2 separate regions of the Mus musculus genome follow, and region 2 is linked to region 1. The links are chromatin contacts, called in public promoter capture Hi-C maps. All regions are on one chromosome and are shown on one strand. The core of a region is the stretch at or near the end of the contact, and the rest is flanking DNA. Distances in the headings are between cores, read along the strand shown.

Region 1 (2,950 bases), core at 241-2,740:
GGAAAATCCTCTCTCTATATATAAGCCGCAAGACACAAAATGGACACCTTACAGGATTCATCAACCAATTCAGTGCCAGCAACAACCAACCGCAAAAAAAAAAATTACCAAACTGTTAATGGTAATGTCTACAAACAAAAAGGGTTCTGTTTCACAGTTCAAGTTTAATCTGATGCTCCCATCTGAGCCACGTCATATAAATTGTCAAACATATTGAAAACAAAGCTCCCTATAAAAACAAAACTAGGTTCAGTCCAGTGGCAGTGTAAAGAAAGGGAACTTCTGATGTCTGAGTTGTCAGACTTGGAATCAGAGAGTCCACCTTTCTGAAGTTACATGGGATCTGGCCTGAGACCTGCCAGCAACAGGTCCCATCTCTCCACGCCTGAATCCTACGGGGAATGAAGGGTAAGAACTTGCCTTAAGGGAGTGGTAGCCTAAGGGGGCAGAAGGCACACCCATTCCTAAAATATGTCTGAAACTTCCTCTAATGTTTCCAGCTCTTTCTATAACATTGGGGAACTAGAGTATGCATGGCCTCTTCGTGGCTACAACCACAAATAACTTATCATTTTGAGTTAAGAATTTGAGGTAATATTTATAAAGCACTTAGGAAACAGAGCAGTTCATAGTATGAGCTGTGTTTGCTAAATAAAGCAGGCACTTTCCAGGCCTGTTAGGTAAACAATCTAGTGAGAAGGGCAAGACTCTACCCAAGAGGCGTTTTTGGGGTTTTGTTGTTTTGTTTTCCTCTCTCTTTCTCTCTCTCTCTCTCTCTCTCTCTCCCCCTCTCTCTCTCTCTCTTTCTTCTTCTGTGTTTATTCTCGAATCCTAAGTGCATCCAGCATAGTCTCTGCCTGCAGAACTGCAGTTCAACCAGGCATTCGGTGCAACATTAAGTCAAAGACCTTTGTTTCAAGAGGCGAATCCCTTCTCTTTTCTACCGGTCCAAAGAACCATCCCTAAGCGCGCCCTAGAACCGAAAACCTCAGCGCGCTTTAAGGCGGCATTCGTCGGTGCTTGAACCGTGAGAATCGACCGAGCGAAAACAGACCGAAGGGTTCGAGTCTGAGAACTTGAAAAAGAGTGGCGACGCGATCTAGCCCTGCCGACCACTTCACACCGTCGCCCCGGCGGGTCCGCGCAGAACCCCATCCCGCGTCAGGTGGGCTCCCGGGTCCTCGCCACCCGCTGCCCCGCTCGGGGGGCCGGGCGAGCCGCCCGCGCTCCCCCGCGCGAGGGAGCCCCACGCCACGGCGCTGAGCTCTCCCGGAGCACACAAAGACCGCGCCGGGCCGCGGCGGGACCCCGGCGCCCGAGAGAGCCCGGCCGGGACCCCGGCACGCAGACCGGCGCACCCGCCCCGCACCTACCCGGCTGTGCGGCGTCCGGGCGCCCGGGCGCGGAGCCCAGAGCGCTGGCAGTTTCTTCTTCCCGGCGGCGCGGCCGGGCGCCGGCGTTTCCTCCCTGACGCGTCACGGCGGCTCCTCCCGCGAAGCGCCGGGCGGCGGGCGGGCGGGCGGGCGGCGCGAGGGGACGGCGGGGTCGGCCGGGACCCGCGCGGATGGCGGGACCGCTCGGCTACCCGCGCTCGCCCGTCACGCGGGGTGCAAAGTTCAGGAGGAGACGCCGCCGGACTCCTGCGCTCAGCTGACGGGATGCGCGAGGTCCGCGGCGAGGGTGACCTTGGCCCACTCGGGAGCCCGGGCGGCAGAGCGGACCCGGGCGGTGGCAGAGGGCTGGGGGCTGCGGCTTCCTGCAAGCTGGACGCTGCAGAAGCCAAATAAGTATTCGGACGATCTGGAGAGCCCACTGTGCTTCCTTTAGCTTTTTCTGGGCAGTTTTCTACACTTTTTCCCACGTCAGCAGATTGATTTTTTTTTTTTTTTTTGACCAGTGTTTATGGATGAGCGAGGGCTCTCACAAATTGGCAGATAGATGCTATGTACAGATAATATGCGTTTCTCTTGATCATTTTAGATCTATGGATTATTTTTGTTTGTTATTTTTAAACTACCCAACACACTCTACTGCTGGTGCTTGTCCATTTAACTACAGAAGCTGCGTTTTTAAAAACCCGTTCTGTGAATGGGGAACTAAGAATTACACGATTCAATGGTTGTGGAGTAGAGTTAAAATTTTGAACTAGAGAGCCACACCACCACTGTAGTTTAGGTTTTATCTGATACCACGTGAAAGTAGACCCACACAACTGTTTAAAGGATTTCTGTCTGCATGGCATGCTTCATATTTTACATTAATCTACCCTTTGAATCATATGGTTCCAGAAAATTTGCCACAAATCTATGAACAAATAGAGGAACTGAGATGAATGAGTGAGTTCCGTAAATTCAAAGAACTCTTTATATTTTAGAACGATACTCAGAAGATTTAGCCTCATGAATAAATGTAAGAAAAGTTATTTGTACTATCCATGCTGCAATATGGCCTTGTCCTTAAAATAGGTTGTGAACCCAAATTCTTTTATACTGTGAAACCTATTATTCTCACAGGACTTTCTTAACAGCGATTCTCCATGGCTTTGGGAAATGGACAAGAAAATACAGTTCATAGAGCCCAACATATTGCAGCAGTCATTTATATGTTCCACTATGATCTGCTTACAAAGCAATACACACAATAAAGCACACATCTTCTCTGTGACAAAAAAACAAGTGATCAGTGTATCTGCTAATTAAAGCCATATTCATAATACTGAAGAAATGCTCTTGGACAAAAGGAAATTTTATGTCAATAAACACTAAGGGAATGACATCATTCTCGATTAAAAGATAAATACCTAACTATCACCACATTTTGACGTTAGGGAAAAAAAAAAAAACAGATGGAAACCATTTTAGTGTTTCCAGGATAAATTTGTCTTACCACTATAAAGAACGTGGGGCGGGGGAGGGGGGAAGAGAGATCGAGAGCCCACCAACATTTATGG
Region 2 (3,094 bases), core at 19-2,518, 920 kb before region 1:
CGACTGCAGTAAAGCCACTGGAGCTCACTGTCTGCTTAAAAAGCACCAGTGCTCAGGAAAAAGCTGACAGGCTGTGTCCTCACACCCTCAGAGCTAAGGCAAAGCAAACCCGCAATGTGGGGTTTCTGGGTGAGTAGATGTTTGTGGCTGCTAAGAAAATTCTGAGCCAGTTCCTTCACTAAAACCATGGGAAATTTCCATTGGGAAATGGCTTGCTCCGAGGTTTCTTGATTTGTGTTCCCTCCCCCACCACAGTCTAGGAAGAGGAGAAAAAGCATGGCTCCTTCTAAAAATCAAGACTTGCTGCTATACCAAGTGTGGCTGAGGGGCCTCCACATGAGCCCTCACCCTGAAACACTTCATAAATGACAGAATTTCCCACTTGGCAGCAATCCTCTTCAGAATGAATCAGTAATTTGTAGGCGCTAGAAGTTTGACAAGCCCTGCTCTAAACCAGCTTGGGACTCACTGAGTGAGCTGGTCCCTATGTGCACCAGCACTCACCCCCCCCCCCCCCAGTGGCACCTGTCTCTTCCCACACCCTTCAACACTGGGATCACAGACCTGCACCCTGAGGATTGGCTTTTACACAGATGCTGGAGATCTGGACCTGAGTCCTCATGCCAGTTATTTCATTCACTGAACCACCTCCCCAGTCACTGGGGCAGCTTTTTCAATGACAGATGCCATCCTTCTGCATTCTGATTGAAAGGCTCACCTTCCCTAAATGATTCCAAATGTGCAACCAAGGTCACAAAGCCCTGGGAGGCTTCCCCATCCTTCAAGAAACTGTTCAGCAGCCACAAATATGGGTCCTGCTAGTGCAGAATGAATACCGAGAGCTCCTAGCAGGCTAGCAGTCCCTCTGTTTGTCCACATATAGTTACAAGCCAGAATGAGGCCAACATCTCACATCCAGATGCCTAAGCCTCCTCCTTCACACGTGAAGTTCCTTTCACTGTGGGTTTCAATCTGGAAAACCTGTGTGGAAATCTGTTGTGGCAGAACAAATCATTAAGCCTGGAATGTGTCTGCCAGCTTGTATGTCTCCTACATACTGTTGGCAATTAAGATAAGGTCCCTATGCTATCAAGGCAGCAGAGAAAGAACGGTTATACAAAAGACTTAGTGATCTTCAATAGGCAAACAGACAAACCAAAACCAGAGAAGGGTTACCCACAGGCTATAGCACCCTGCAAAGTCTGCCTGTGAGTCAGCTCAGGGAGGCCCAGCCCCTTCAGGAGAGCCTGATTTAGGATCGGCCCCTGCTTCCAGGCTGGGCTGGGCTGCATTTCCTCACAAGACCCAGTCTTAATAGCAACTCCCTAGCTGCCTAAAGTGTCACATTTTGCTCATTCCCAAGCCTTCTCCCCCACCCCTTTCCCAGACAACTTGCTGGTGAGCAGGGGGTGTTGTAAGCCACCTCCAGCCTCTTCCTTTGGTGACTGCTGTTAAGCAACTTTCAGCTCCTCTCATTGCAATAGTATGAACTTCCTCGGGAATCCCAGGAGCCACACAGCAGCTTTTCTGCCGGTTTGCTGGCTCCTTTTGAATATTCTGAAACCTGGGCACTGCCACTCTTACGACAACCGCTATGCTGGGTAAGTGGAGCCAACTTCTTGTCCTGCGAGGCTTTGCTTGTATGAGAGGGGTGTTGTTTAGCCCCCATGTGCCTCACCATTTTGTTGTTTGTGGTTTCTGTGTGACTGAGGGCTTCAGAGTCCCCTCCATAAAATGTATAAACAGCATCCAGTATTGGTTCAGTTGGCTGAGAACGTATTGTAGACAATAGTCTGCTATCATACTGTTTAGAGTGTCCCAGCCACAGCTGGGGCCTCAAAATTCAATGGGAAAGTGTCTCTGGGGTGCTGTGGCTAGTATCTGCAGTATTTGCCTTGGTTGATGCTCAGCATAAAGAATACTGTTGTACCACATGAAATATGACCTAGAAATTAGTGTCCTTTAGAATGGTGCACTCACTTCAGCAGTGGGTTAAAATTTACCTGTGACTTATTGAAGAGCTGAATATGATTTTAAAAAAAATGTTAGTTCAGGGTGATTGTTAGATATTTCAGATCGACACAAAATAAGCAGAATAAAAGTAGTCAACTGTAAACATGCTGGTATTTTTAAGAAGAAGAAACCAGTTTTCCCCTCTCTGTAGGTTAGCAGGCTCTGAGAAGGCAATCTCAGGGAGGCCCAGAGCTGGGACTAAAGAAATGTACCACTGTGCACGCTCTTATTATCTTGAAGGCTTGCTGTGGCACAGACAGCGTGCGCTTGGCTCAGATTTGCAGAGTGCTGATTTTTGAATCTGGAAATTATAGAATGCCTGCATTTTAGAAAGGAACCTTAACTAGATCCTCTAGTTCAGTTGCTTAAAACCAAGGAGGAGAAGTGACATTACCGTACCACTCAGTTATCTCCAGTGGAAAAAAATTAGCATCCCAAAGAAAAGTTGCTCATTTTAGGACTTGTATGTGGAGCTTGTGAGAGTATGGAATGCAGAATTGTGTTTCTCTTTCTCTCCCCGAGGAACTGGAAGCTGCTTTTGTTTAGTAATCTTCCAAATACAGAATTTACAGGGAGACATTCACAAACATGATTTTAATTGGGGAGGGCACAGGATCAAGTGGGAAGGTGTTTGGTGAAATAGAGGTGGGAATATAACCTTAAAATTTTCCACCTATATTTTTTTTTCTTGAGGCACAGAAGGGCATTTACATCCAAGAGGTTATTTCTAGTCTCCTGCACAGCAAAGCTTTATATCCTATAATTTGTCATGTGCCACACAACACTCCTTAGAGATGTGAGCAAAGACTGCTTAATGACCGACCTGCACCCTAAGGCTGTGGAGGAGTCAATCGCACTTTTGAGCTGACGTCAGACCAGACAATGAACATATCAACAGTGTAGATGTGCCCCATGTGATACAGGACCGCACTCCTCCACTCAGCTGCGTCCCTGTGCACAATTCCTTCAGTATGTGGCACTCATTAGCAATAAGTTACCAAGCTTGCTTCAGCTGAGCAGGTGTGCATCCTTTCCCAAGCACCACTGAGTGTACGACAAGTATGGCCAGCAACATCTTTTC

Evidence for each region. Capture Hi-C pulls out chosen DNA fragments and counts their contacts.
Region 2: a contact with region 1 is called in a promoter capture Hi-C map of adipose tissue. The contact joins the promoter of Cpa6 here to the promoter of Sgk3 in region 1. A contact is called at or near these places in 1 of 39 promoter capture datasets (the 3T3-L1 cell line) and 1 of 9 other capture datasets (adipose tissue).

What each region holds. Positions count from the first base shown.
Region 1 is chr1:9,796,670-9,799,619 of GRCm38.p6, reverse strand. It overlaps Sgk3 (serum/glucocorticoid regulated kinase 3), which reads right to left and starts at 1,490. Exons shown (of 18, transcript NM_133220.2): 1 at 1,374-1,490.
Region 2 is chr1:10,718,119-10,721,212 of GRCm38.p6, reverse strand. It overlaps Cpa6 (carboxypeptidase A6), which reads left to right and starts at 1,268. Exons shown (of 11, transcript NM_177834.4): 1 at 1,268-1,601. The coding sequence starts at 1,486.